Linked DNA regions of Mus musculus: regions 1 and 3 are each linked to region 2. A link is a contact called in public HiChIP or PLAC-seq data. All regions are on one chromosome and are shown on one strand. The core of a region is the stretch at or near the end of the contact, and the rest is flanking DNA. Distances in the headings are between cores, read along the strand shown. Region 1 overlaps Micu1 (mitochondrial calcium uptake 1). Region 2 holds the start of Dnajb12 (DnaJ heat shock protein family (Hsp40) member B12). Region 3 overlaps Micu1 (mitochondrial calcium uptake 1).

The links. HiChIP or PLAC-seq counts read pairs in DNA pulled down with a chosen protein or histone mark.
Region 1: an H3K4me3 HiChIP or PLAC-seq map of embryonic stem cells shows a contact between it and region 2, with 19 read pairs. The contact joins the enhancer-like site here to the promoter of Dnajb12 in region 2. A contact is called at or near these places in 1 of 15 datasets of contacts at CTCF or cohesin (embryonic stem cells), 7 of 484 Hi-C or Micro-C datasets (embryonic stem cells, muscle stem cells, myocytes and 2 more), 3 of 115 datasets of contacts at active chromatin or transcription factors (bone marrow-derived dendritic cells, embryonic stem cells and epiblast stem cells) and 2 of 9 other capture datasets (adipose tissue and liver).
Region 3: an H3K4me3 HiChIP or PLAC-seq map of embryonic stem cells shows a contact between it and region 2, with 13 read pairs. The contact joins the enhancer-like site here to the promoter of Dnajb12 in region 2. A contact is called at or near these places in 1 of 39 promoter capture datasets (hippocampal neurons), 1 of 484 Hi-C or Micro-C datasets (CD4 T cells), 4 of 115 datasets of contacts at active chromatin or transcription factors (all in embryonic stem cells) and 3 of 9 other capture datasets (adipose tissue, liver and pancreatic islet).

Annotation. Positions count from the first base shown.
Region 1 is chr10:59,793,016-59,797,304 of GRCm38.p6, forward strand. The region is part of intron 8 of Micu1 (mitochondrial calcium uptake 1); the gene reads left to right. Among named protein-coding and RNA genes, the nearest start is that of Gm17059, 5.1 kb to the right of the region's middle. Within about 2 kb of position 2,271, at least 15 of the 459 cell types and tissues checked have an H3K27ac peak or open chromatin away from gene starts, as enhancers often do. A contact at or near this core is called in embryonic stem cells and liver, where this site is marked.
Region 2 is chr10:59,877,498-59,881,437 of GRCm38.p6, forward strand. It overlaps Dnajb12 (DnaJ heat shock protein family (Hsp40) member B12), which reads left to right and starts at 2,086. Exons shown (of 9, transcript NM_019965.3): 1 at 2,086-2,313. The coding sequence starts at 2,181.
Region 3 is chr10:59,751,355-59,755,496 of GRCm38.p6, forward strand. The region is part of intron 5 of Micu1 (mitochondrial calcium uptake 1); the gene reads left to right. Among named protein-coding and RNA genes, the nearest start is that of Gm17059, 47 kb to the right of the region's middle. Within about 2 kb of position 2,392, at least 16 of the 459 cell types and tissues checked have an H3K27ac peak or open chromatin away from gene starts, as enhancers often do. A contact at or near this core is called in embryonic stem cells, where this site is marked.

The sequences.
Region 1 (4,289 bases), core at 1,021-3,520, 84 kb before region 2:
AGCTGCACACAAGGCATCCCAGCTGAGAGACCAAAAGGCTGTTCGTTCACTTTGAAATCGTTTTCTGAGAAGACATCTGGAAATGGCAGCAAGCTTTGTTTTTATGAAACACTTCTAATTTCACTTTTCCAAGTTTGGGTGATTTCTCCCTTCACTGAGCATGAAATAAAATCTCATCATCACTGCTAAGAGGCAAGTGGAGATGATTAATAAATCTCAATACCTTTGCTGGGGCTTTATAATTCCATCGTTCTTCCTGTCTCTTACTAGTTTATTCCGTGCCTTGTCTCCTTTAAAACTTGAGATGGAGGAGATTTATGGTTCCATTTATCTGCTCTTTTCTGCCTTTTTCTCAGAACAGCAGTTTTGAGAATAAAGGAAGTTTGATCCATCACTCTGCATTTCCAGAAGGCTGAGAGGAGGGGACGCCTGTGAATGTTATACAAGTGGCTGCCTCTGACCCAGGCACTTTGCATATCTTAACTTTTTATTTGAGACAGGTTCTCTTGGCTAGCCTGGAACTCACAGAGACTCTGCCTCCTGAGTACTGGCATTAAAAACCATGCACCAGCTGGCCTTTCTTTCATTCTCATCAGCTCTATCAGAGTCCATGTGATAGAGGAGAGGACACACCCATATCACAGGTGGAGACACTGATACTGTCGACAGCCACAGCTGCTGTGTGGTAGTGTCTGCTCGGAGCCTGGTACCTTCACAATTCCTCTCAGACAGAGCTATTTCTGTTCCTTACATGATTGGTTCTCGGTTTGTTTTGTTCTTTTTAGCCTGTGCTATGGTTTCTATGGGACTCAACACAGTTTAGATTTTAGGGGCTGAAAAGGACCAAAGTTGTAGCATTTGGCCTTCTCCAGAAGTCCGTTTCTGGTTCCTTTGCTACCCAGGTATCACTCCCAGGACAGAGAAGACTATTCTGTTTGTTACCCAAGCCAGCTGCAGCATCATGAGAACGATCACCTGCTGAGCTCTGCCCTGTCTGAGTGCTCTTACACTCTGACAGCCTTTGTCCCATTCCTCCCCTCTCCCTTTCTCTATTTGAGAGCAACAGCAACAAAAACACAGTTTTAAAGAAGTGATGTAAGAATACAAAGTTGCTTCCTTAAAACTCTTTTTTAGGTTAAGAATTCCATCTAAGGCTGCCAGAAATGAGTGAGCAGGGTTCCTTGGAGACAGGTGCCGAGTCTAATTCCAGTTAATATATTCATTGATTTCTTGAAGACTGTAGCAAGAAAGATGTCAATCAAAATGAAAGATACTAGAGAATTCTTTGAAAGATTATGGTTAATTTTAATTTGGGGGAAAGGAACTGTCATGTCAAAGAAAGTAAAAAACTAATTTATGCAAGAATAAAGACTAACTAGAACATACAACAAAGAAATTATGAAATGAGTTGGGGGTCTGTGTGGATAGTGTATAATCAGCCAGTCACTTAATGACTGTCTTATGTTTCTGGGCAAATATATATATAGAGAGAGAGATTACCTTGTTTAATAGGGAAAAAATCCTAAAAGCAGGGCACAAAGAAATGGGCTAACTATTCACCACTATCAATAAGAATAGAGAGACCCAGCAAGTGGCTCAGAGAGTAAAGATGCTTCTGACCTGAGTCCAGCCCCAGAGCCACATATAGGTAGTGCGTAGGATCCACTAAATCCAACTTAACTCAAACACCACGTCAATGCAGACGACAAAAATTTACTGTAATCAAGCTGCTACTGATTGATCCGGGCCACAGAACAGACTTGGGAGCTGAACTGGGACCCTAGAGAGAAATTACACAGCACATTTAAAGGATGAGACCACGCAGCGAGAGGGAGCGGAGTGGGCTGTAGCATTGTCCAGTCATATTTTGACTTAAGGGGTTGAGCAAGGGAGTTTTCACCAATCAGGATAGGAGTCGGTTCCTGGGCCTGGAACATGACCTTGTTTGACCCTGCCAGCAAGATGGAGAGGTTGTCCTTGAGATGTCTGGACTGGGACAACTTTTTCCTTATAATGTAAGGGTCCATGCTTCCCCGAAGAATGAAACCCCAGACTCAAAACAGTATGAAAGCGCAGAGTGTTTTATTCTTCAGAAGTCCAGCATTCTCCCATTACCAGGATAGAGAGACAATCACGTGAGCCTGAAGAAGGCTCGCTTTAAAACACATTGGAATTCTGGGATAGATGACCTTTGTCTTACTCCACCTCTAGACTTTCTGGAACCATTTTCAAGGTGTGAAGTCTGGAAACTGCTGCCGACCCATTGTCTTTGCCTCGGGCCAGGTGGTGGGCAGCTTTGAGGGCAGGACTTGCCTGGGCTTGCCCAGTTCTTAGAAACTGAGATTTAGGCCTCGTCTCCTGAACTGCCAGTTTGAAGCCTGTCATGGAATCAGCCGAGCCTTCTCACTAAGAGAAGCTGTTCAGCTATTGGGAAGTTCCTAGCTCTCCTAGAACCTGGGACCTTTATTTAGTTTCTCCTATGATTAAATGGAATGTGAAAACAAAATGGTAGCACTTAGGTTAAGTTTCTTTTGCTTATTCCCACAGTGAAAAGAAAGAACTGATTCTACGGGGTTGTCCGATCCCTACAAGTGGGCCATAGCACATGGGCCTGCACATTCGTCTCACACACACACATAATCCAAATAAATAAATTGTTAAGGATTAGAGAAAATGAGATTAATACTTTTTTAAAATTTACTCTTCTAATCTATGAGATCTGGGGATTAAGTTCAAGTTCTTGGGCTTGGTGGCAAATGTATTTATGTACCAGCTGGCTTGCCTGCCTGTTGCTATTGCTTTCAGTGTTGGGTCTAACCTAAGTCTGGCCCAAGCCAGGCGAGTGCTCTGCCACTGTGCACTGTGCACAACACTATAGTCTAGCCCAGAGGGGTTAATTTCAGAGTGCCTAAGGAGCCCCTAGAATCATGTTTGGATCCATCCAAGCATAACTGTGTGTACCGTTTCTTGCTCTAACAGTGCAGGCAGGGATCACATTGCCTGTGAGAGACAAAGGCCAAGTGGTTACAGAAAAGGACGGGGCAGGAAGGCCTCCAGCTGGGCTTGGTTGTCCTCACAGCCTGTATTTGTCTTGGCTTTTGTTTTTGATCCTGGCTTTTTGAGACAGGATTTCTTAGCATAGACCTGGCTGGGTTGATTACACATTTTGTACATCATGCTGGCCTCAAACTTAGTCTCCTGGCTCTGCCTTCCAAGTACTGGTTTGTAGGCACGTGCTACCAAGCTGCCGGGTCCAGAGTTGATTCTTTCTTTTTTCCTCACAATTTATTTATTTATTTGATGTGCATTGGCATTTTGCCTGCTTGTCTGTCTGTGTGAGGGTGTCAGATCCCCTAGAACTGAAGTTACAGGCAGGTGTGAGCTGCCAGGTGGGTGCTGGGAACTGAACCCGGGTCCTCTGGAAGAACAGCCAGTACTCTTAACCTCAAAGCCCCACAGAGTTGACTCTTAATTACATGCAAGCAAACAAAGCAGAGTTTTCATCGGGATTGCTTCTCTTTTACTCTTTTGCTTCTACAAAGCAAAATAGAGATAATAATAAATTTATAGTTTCTTATTCCATTCTCGGTTTTAGCTTGAATTATTCAATAAAAGGTACTTTACTCCTTTAAGTATTTATAACTTTAACAAGCAAAGTACATATTTAAAGGAGGTTTTTTGTTTGTTTATATTTTAAGAAAAAAGACCTATGAGCAGCCTCCTCCCTTGTAAAGTAATACAACTGTTGGTTATAAAGGTAAAGGTATTTTACTAATATTTTTTCTTTGAGGGAAAAAATCTATATACAGTATGACCTGCCTTATTCTTGTCAAAGTGTTGAGAGAAGACCAGAGCAAGCATTTTCTTAAATGTGAAAAAGTGGGCTGTGGTTTTTCACCAGAAACTATGATATTACCACAGCATTACAGACTGTGTGAGGAGGCTGCAGAAGAGACTCGGGATAACAGTCCAGGACGCTTGTCCCAAGGATCTGGGTTCAATTCCCAGGACCCACCAGGTGGCTCTCAACCATCTTAACTCTAGCTCCCCAGGATCCAGTGCCCTCTTCTGGCCTCCATGGATTCCAGACACACACATGGTGCACCATGTGCATGCAAACATACCCATGTGCATAAAATTATAATATATTTTTATGCAAAATATAGATGCAAAATAGAATTATAATGTAAAAATAAATTGTAGGGAAATAAGAAAACCAAAATTACAGTATGTCTTCACCCTGGGAAAATCCTCTTGCAACTTTAACAATACCATTATTTCAAATAACA
Region 2 (3,940 bases), core at 836-3,335:
CCGTGTTAAGAGCACACAGAGCCCCTTGGGAACACACTTGAAACAATTGCATCACAGTGAACGCAGCGGCTCACACCGCCAGCATCTCTCCGTGCTTATATTGCTTGGCCTCGACATAAAATTTCATCATGTGAAACCTTCCTCCATTAGAAACATCCACTTCACTTGGCCCCTAAGTGACTCATATTTCTTCCTTCACACCACACTTCAGTGTACTCTCCTCTCCTCAAGCCCCTCTCCCTCCGACCCTCTGAGTAATGGAGGGCTCTGTAATCCAGCTCCCCTCTGCTCCGCACTTACATCTTGGTGTATCTAATCCCATGGTTTGCTTTAAAAGCATTCGTGACTGGTAAGACGGCTCAGCAGTTAAGAGCACTAGCTGCTCTTCCAGAGTTCAATATCCAGCAACTACACGGTGGTTCACGACCATCTATGAAGGGATCTAATGCCCTCTTCTGACATGCAGGTGTACATGCAGAGAGGGCATTCGTACATTTAAAAAAATTCACATCCGTTGATAATTTTCAAAATTAGGATTCTGCTCAAGCTTCTTGTTCTGTTATTTTTGTCTTGGTGGAAAGGGGCATTGCTGGGGAATTAAAGCCAGGGTTTTACACCTTCTAAGCATGGTCTCCACCGTCAGCCCTCCCTCCGTCTTCCCTACACCGTATGGTTGCACAATCCCGATTGCCATTCCCATCGCCAATACATCCTCCCTATATCAAACATCTAATATTCAAACTTCTCAGAGGGAGTTCCGACCCAGCTAAGTCTCCATGGCAGTTCTCCCAACACTCACCCCTCCTCTTCCCCTGCCCACCTCCTTTCCAACCCTGCTCCATCCCTCCCTCTACCCCTGTGACTATTTCATTTCCTCTTCTCAGTGAGATTCAAACATCCTTTCCTGGGCTCTTTTTGTTACTTAGCTTCTTTGGGTCTGTGGATTGTAGAATGGTTATCCTGTACTCTATCTATGGCTATAATCTACTTATAAGTGAGATACCATGTTTGTTTTTCTGAGTGTGGATTATCTCACTCGGATGATCTTTTCTAGTTGTGTGTGTGTGTGTGTGTGTGTTTATATGTTTTATATGTTTATGTTATATATTTATGCTTTATATATATGTATATGTGTGTGTATCTGCAACTCGATGAATATATATTCACCGAGTCTCACTTGATTATAACAGCTGCTCTTTAACTTTTGTTTGTGTCTGTTTCTCGAGACAGAGTTTCTCTTTGTACCTTTGGCTGTCCTGGAACTCACTTTGTAGACCAGGTTGGCCTTGAACTCAGAGTCCTTCTGCTTCCCAAGGGCTGGGATTGAAGGCTTACACCACCATCGCATTGCACCCTTTAACATTCATTTGGTTTATTGTAGTTTCTTGTGAAAGACCATAGTGCAAGGGCTAAGAAATAGCCAGGAGATTTAGCCTAGTGGAAGTCATTGGCAACCTTCACTAAGTTGCTGTCACTTAAGTGGGAGGTAGGCTGAGCTGCATCCTGACTGGTGTGACTCTGTAGTGACTCCTGTAAACTCCTCCTTAATCCCCGCAATAACTCACAACGAAAATCCTTATGCGGAGCCTTTCCATCTGTTATTTCCTCCAGTCGAACCACCCTTCCTCCAATCACATGTTCCTGTTTCTTTAGAGTTCAGAGCCTGTAAAATGAGTTTCTGATATATTAAGCTATCTTAAATGGTAGCCCTCCCTTCCATCCCTCTACTTTTCGATATTTGCCTTGACTGTGTCACTATCTGAATGTTTCCGTTTACTTGACTTCTCCCCACCCACGAAAGCTCTGTGAGGACACGGTTTTGTTTTGATACCACTGCCACATCAGACAGCAGCGTCTGACAATCGGTAAACATCTGTACGATTCACAGATAGTCGGACTGGAACGCAGAGGCTACCACCCGAACGTGCGCGCACACTCAACTTCAGCATTTGCGCTCTAGAGCGCCCGCGCGTTCTAGCGCCTCCGAACCGAACGCCCCTTTCTTAGGAGACATACGGTAGGGCTTCCGCCCGGGTTCAACCCTCACTCAAATCCCGGGAAGGAGGGGCGGAGGGTTATGTCATCCTTCCGCGCCGGCCTGCCCCGCGACGCGCCGGCGGCTGGCGCAGCCCTTCGCTCGCCCGGCCTCCCCCTCCCTGGTTCCGTGCTCGGGTTCCGCCATGGAATCCAACAAGGATGAAGCCGAGCGCTGTATCAGCATCGCCCTCAAGGCCATCCAAAGCAACCAGCCCGAGCGGGCGCTGCGCTTCCTGGAGAAGGCGCAGCGGCTCTACCCGACGCCACGAGTCAGCGGTGAGTGGGAGGCGCCGCAGGGACCGAAGGGGGCATTAGCACGGATCGGGGGACCACGGGAACGGACCGACGGGAGCAGTTGGCGGAGGGGGGAGGGGTGGCGAGGCGCGGCTACGCCTGCGCACTGGCGCGCGCGGGTGCTGCTGGGATTCGTAGTCCAGCGGTGCCGCGGTCTCTAGGATGCTGGCCCCCTGGAGACCCCCGAGGGCCCGGCTCCCAACCCCTTCCCAGTGCTTGTGGAGGCCTCTGGAATGTGAGGTTTCTGGGAAGGAGACGCGCTGGGAGACCCGGTGAAGAGGACTCTTGTGGACGCGAAAGCGAACTACTTCTCCCAGAGGGCTGTTCGGTGGCTCAGGGCCACTGGCCGGCCTGGGAAATATTATAGTTCAGGAAAATAAACATAACTATTCTAAGGGAGAATGGGTTCTAGAGAGGGAAGGAATTCATTCGCTCCAATCAGAGAACCCTTAGCGAAATAAGACATTCCAACTCGCAGTCCTTCCTGCAGTCTCTTGAAAGCGGTGTTTCGGAGTGGATGGATTGTTGAAGATCCCAGTGTCAGCCACCCTATCCCACCTTCTTCCTCAGCAAGCCCGGGTGGCGGGTCTTATGGACTGCTACGGCTGCTGAGCTCCAGGTAGCTAATAGCCTAGGTCTGAGACCTCCCAACCCAGGGAGGGAATAGTGATCTTGTCTTCGCTACCCAATCGTCTCACTTTACCTGGTAACCTCCCCCTCATTTTTGCGTTTGTAACCGAAGTGACCAAAGAAAATTTTAATACCAGCTGGGAAGGAGAAAGACACAGGATTTGTTTCTGTGGAGTTAGTAAACTCTCTGACATGTAGCAGACTTTCAGAATTAAGAGACCCACATCTCATCGTGAGCTTGGGTTTCCCCATCTGGAAGTTCAGGAAGTTGGAACAGATAATGTATATAAACAAGAATACCCATAGTGCTTTTCTGTGTAGAAAGTTCTTTCTCGTGTGTTTTGCCACCTGATCCTGTAAAGTCAGGAAGACAGAACACCACCCTTCTATCTTCTCAAGATGAGGAACTAACTCATCGATAAGCGTCTTAGGATGTGACACAGCTAGAAAGTGGAAAACCCTGAGATTCCATACGTGTTTATTAAAATGAAATGAAGACGCAGCAGCCAGCCTCTCACCTTCCCTGCCCAGGTTTGGAGTGCTGACCTTAGAGGCAGCTGCGTTCCTGAACTTTCCTCCCTCCTGACTCTGCAGGTTGATCTTTGGTCTCTTTGCCTCTGCTAGGAGAGAGTTTCGATCTGCTCTGGTAACTGCTTCCCTATGGGATAATTCCCTTTTTATAAGTGGATAGCACCAGGCGGGGTGCAGACTGTCAGAATTCTGATTACTGCTGGTAGCCCAGGAGCAGTTAAGAAAGCTGATGAAATAGAGCTTTAGGGCATGGCAGAGGCCACCTGTGCTAGTTCAGGAATCTAGATAGGATGTCATTGCAGGGCTTGCTCTGTGTGTGTGTGTGTGTGTATTCATGTGTTCATGCTCATGAGCGGATAACTTGGTGGAGTCGGCTGTGTCTATCAAACTCAGGTAGTCAGTCTTGGCAGTAAGTACCTTCGCTGTCTGAGTCATCTCAGAGGCCCAC
Region 3 (4,142 bases), core at 1,142-3,641, 130 kb before region 2:
TGGATGATGTCAGGGCTGACCACTTGGGATTGGATAACCAGTTAAGGGGCTCCTCCCTGTGGGATGACTGAATCTCCTCTTTCAGCAGGCCTTAACTGCCTGCAGCTCTCTGCTTAGGGGTAGAACCCTGGGAGATTTCTTCTTTCCTGAAAGCTGGCCTATCCTTTATCATCTTGCATTTCAGAGCTGTCTACTCAGAGGTCTTAAGTAAAGAATGCTGATGCCTATAGCTGATACTGCTTGAAGAGTATGCATTATAGAAGAATGGTATTTTTAATATTCAGACTAAGATCAAAAGTTCCAAAGCTTCAAGTCTTTGATGACTTCAGATTTTCTCTGATGATAAATTTGAAAAAAACAAAAACAAACAAACAAAAAACCCTTTTACAGCATTGGATAGCTAACAGATCCTTTTATAAACAGCTTGTCTCCGCGGGTAAGGGTACGATGGGGCAACAAGCCTCCTGACCTGAGTTCTCTTCCCAGAATGCACCTGGTGGAAAGAGGACTGACCCCACAGGCACACCAGCCTACACAGAACATATATGAAGCACACACATAAAAAGAAAAAAAATGTAAAAAATTCTTTTAAAAACTAATAATTTGTTAGTACTGTTAGAAGTAGTGATGATATAGCATATGGAAATACAGGGGATTTTATTACACCCCTCCTAATATACATGTTTTCACCCAAGATTTGTTGCTATAATCATTTCATGTACTATACATTATTTTTTATTAAAAACTATAATTTCCACTTGATGTTTTTAGCATCTAGTAATTACCCTATAAAACAAAATATTTATTTCCAAACAGAGCTTTATTTTACAGTAGTGTCATGTGTCTAGTCTTAGTTGCTGTCTTTAATTGGTATGACGTATTTTGTGTGTTTTCTAGTCTTTGGGTCCCTTTGTGTCTCACTCCTCCTCCTTGGCAATCTAAATATAGAGAGATGCACCCTGCACTTTCTATTCCTGTGACATGAAGTAAGCACACGCCTGGAATCAGATGCGGTCACGTTCCCTTCAGACATCGAAGGGGGGAACTTCATGCTGCGGATGTGATCGCTTCCTGAGCAGGGATGCAGGGATGCTGTGGCCGAGCTTTGATGTCACCCTGGCCTTCTCTCCCAAAGATGACTAAGTTCTTATCCTGTTTCAAACACAGCAGCAGCAGCAGATTCCCGTTGAAACAGACCATTCACCATCGTCCCAAGTCTCGTTCCTCTCCCCTCCCTATCTTTCCAACCTTCCCTTTCTCCCTCATCTCCTTCTTTCCTATCTGTCAGTCAGTCTGTCTTTCATGTTTATGATAGAGATCGAACGAGCCTCTTGCATGTAAAGTGTATGTGCTCTACCACTAAACTGCAACCTCAGCCCCCAAAGCTCTTTAAAGGTTATTGACACGCCACTGGGTTCTCCCCGCCCGCAGGCTTCCACTGCGCTCTGTTGACTGTTTCCGTGGCTGTACGAGGCACTGAAGTATTATGAAGTCCCACCTGTCAATCGATGGCCCTAACACTTTCACCCTCCCACCTCTGAGAGACTTAAAATCAGTCAAGTCCACATTCTATTGAATTCATATATGAATTCAGGTCTTACTGGTGCTAAATACAGATAAAAATAGGCAGAATTTTAATATTTTTGCTTCTGATTTATATTTTTGTTTAGCCACCAATGCCATCTATAATAGGATATATCCCTTATATTTTCTGTCTTTTACAATAAGGAAATTTTTAAAAAGGAAGGCAGGAGAAACTAGATTCCAAAACAATGAATGAGCTTGTGGACAAGGCTTCTTGAAGCCTGAAGCTTGCACAGATATTTTAACTAGTATTATTGGGGTATGAATGGAAAAATGAGGACGTGACCCTCCCAGGTGTGGCGGAAGAGAAGGTTTTTTGTAGCTATGGAGGAGGGTACAGCCAGAGGCGCCTGGGAGAGTCCAGACTGAACTGGGCCAGGAGAAGAGGGTAGGGGTAGGGGCTGTGAGAGAGACAGGAGAGAGGAAACCAAGAGAGAAAGAACACATGGGACCGTGGGGAAGGAAGCAGGAAGCCGAGACCCCAAGAGAAGAACCAGACCAGAAAGCAAGCCAGGAGACACAGAAGACATGTAGGCAGAACGGCTGAGCTGTATAGGAAAAGGGACTGGGGAAGCAACACTCAAGGCTGGGGAGGTTTAAAGTTGGGGAAGGGGTACACTAGCCAGGATGACTGTGACGGGTACTTGTGAGTACAGACTTGGGTGGGCGGGCAGTCGGCTTTGCTATGTTAAACAGGCAAGGTTCAAGGCAGCCTAGTCTAAAGAATGAGTTCCAGGCCAGCAAAGTCTACCTAGTGAGACTTCCTCTCAGGGAAAAAGGAAGGGAGGGAGGGAAGATGGGCGAGGGAAGGCAAAGTCTTTGCATTGTTTGCTTGTCTGTCAGGCACTATCCGTGCTGATACATAATTGCTCATTCCATCTGTAGCATCATTTCCCGGGACTGTGCATTTTACATTTTACAGTTAAGAGGATAGGCAAGCTAGGTCACGAGACAGGTCACACAGTAGGGGGCCCGTGGAGCTGTCCTGAGTGCTGTATTCTACTTTCATATGCCTCTTTTAGAATTTGACCTATTCGTAAATAGTGTTAATCCCAAAGATGTGAGAAACACTGCCTACTCAAATCATCATGGCCAAATTAATTAAAGCAAGCAGTTAATTAAAGCAAGCTTTTTAAATGCATGTACATGAGCTGCCTCCCCCTAAGGCGGGGTGCAACAGGTCAGCCTTGGACATGAGGAAGACAAGATATTTATAGCTGAGGGGTAAGAGGTTCCAAATGGGGGATTTGACCACAAGATAGGTGGAGTTACAGGAGCAAAAATAAGGTGGTCACAAGAACATTTTAAACAGAGGTAGGGTTGCAACATGGCCATAAAGTAATCATAGCAGGGTGTTCATGACAACAGGTGGCCATAATAACCTTTTAAAACAAAGGCATGGTTGTCATTTCCTGGAACAGGCAGGACAAAGCCCTTTGTAGTTAAGATTACAGGTGGGGCATAGCCTAATCCTTGAGAAACAGGGAAGGAAGGAACCTAATTTGTCATAACTAAAAGATGGCCTTTAAGCCTAAAATGAAGGCAGACTGATTCATTAATAGGACTTTTTTCTCATCAAATGTTCTTGCCTTATTACTATTTGAATAAAAGTAACAATAGTGTGCTCTGCCCAGTTGTTGGTGGTGATGGTTTTTTTTGGTTCGGGGGTTTGGTTTGGGATTTCAGAATGGTGGATTTTGAGGCGATTGCCCAATCTGGTCTTAAATTTGAGCTGTTCTGCCTCTGCCTTCCAGATAAAGCACAGTTAGAAACTGATAATAAATGAAAATTTTTCATTTCAGGAAAGAAAATATGAAACATGCAAATTTAATAACTGGATTTAGAAACTAGAATCAAGCTGTTCTGTGTCCCACTGTGTCATAATGTGGTCAGCTGGCATTTTGGAAAGTACTGTCTGTCTGTCTTTTTATTGCCCCTGTCACTCTTAAAGTGATCTATCCATGTGGTGTGTAAACTGGATCCCTTCTGATGGTAATCAGGCCATTTGAGTAAGATGTTGTTTCTGTCATGGACAAAACCAGGCATTCTTCTTGCCAGTAATGATTGGCTGTGGGGGATAAAGCATCATTTGAACAGGACTGGTTATGATAGCCTTTTCTTTTGAGCAAAAAGCTCAGAGGGTAATTGAATTATTACAGTGAACCCAGGTGCTGAGTCAGCATTTCCCAGATCCTCTGGGTTGCTGGGGTAGCTCTGTGCTAGAATGTGTGCTTCAGCCTGGGCACGGCTCTGAGTTCAATCCCTGAAAACTTGCTAAAATTTCCATTTTTTCTTCTTCCTCAGAGATTTTCCCATCTTCTTTTGTACTCAAAGGTTTTTAAATCACTTTCATGGTCTTTTTCTTACAAATTAACTTCAGTTATTTTTTTTCCACACAGTATCACTAACTAATAACGAGAACGAAATCTAGCTTTGGCGTGTGACCTCTTTCTTTTCCAAGGCATTTATTTCCGTGGTGTGCGCTCCCGCATCTGATAGCCATGTGTAAGTGACCAGTAGCTGTTATAAAGCATGCTGAACCGGGGTGAGAGATACAG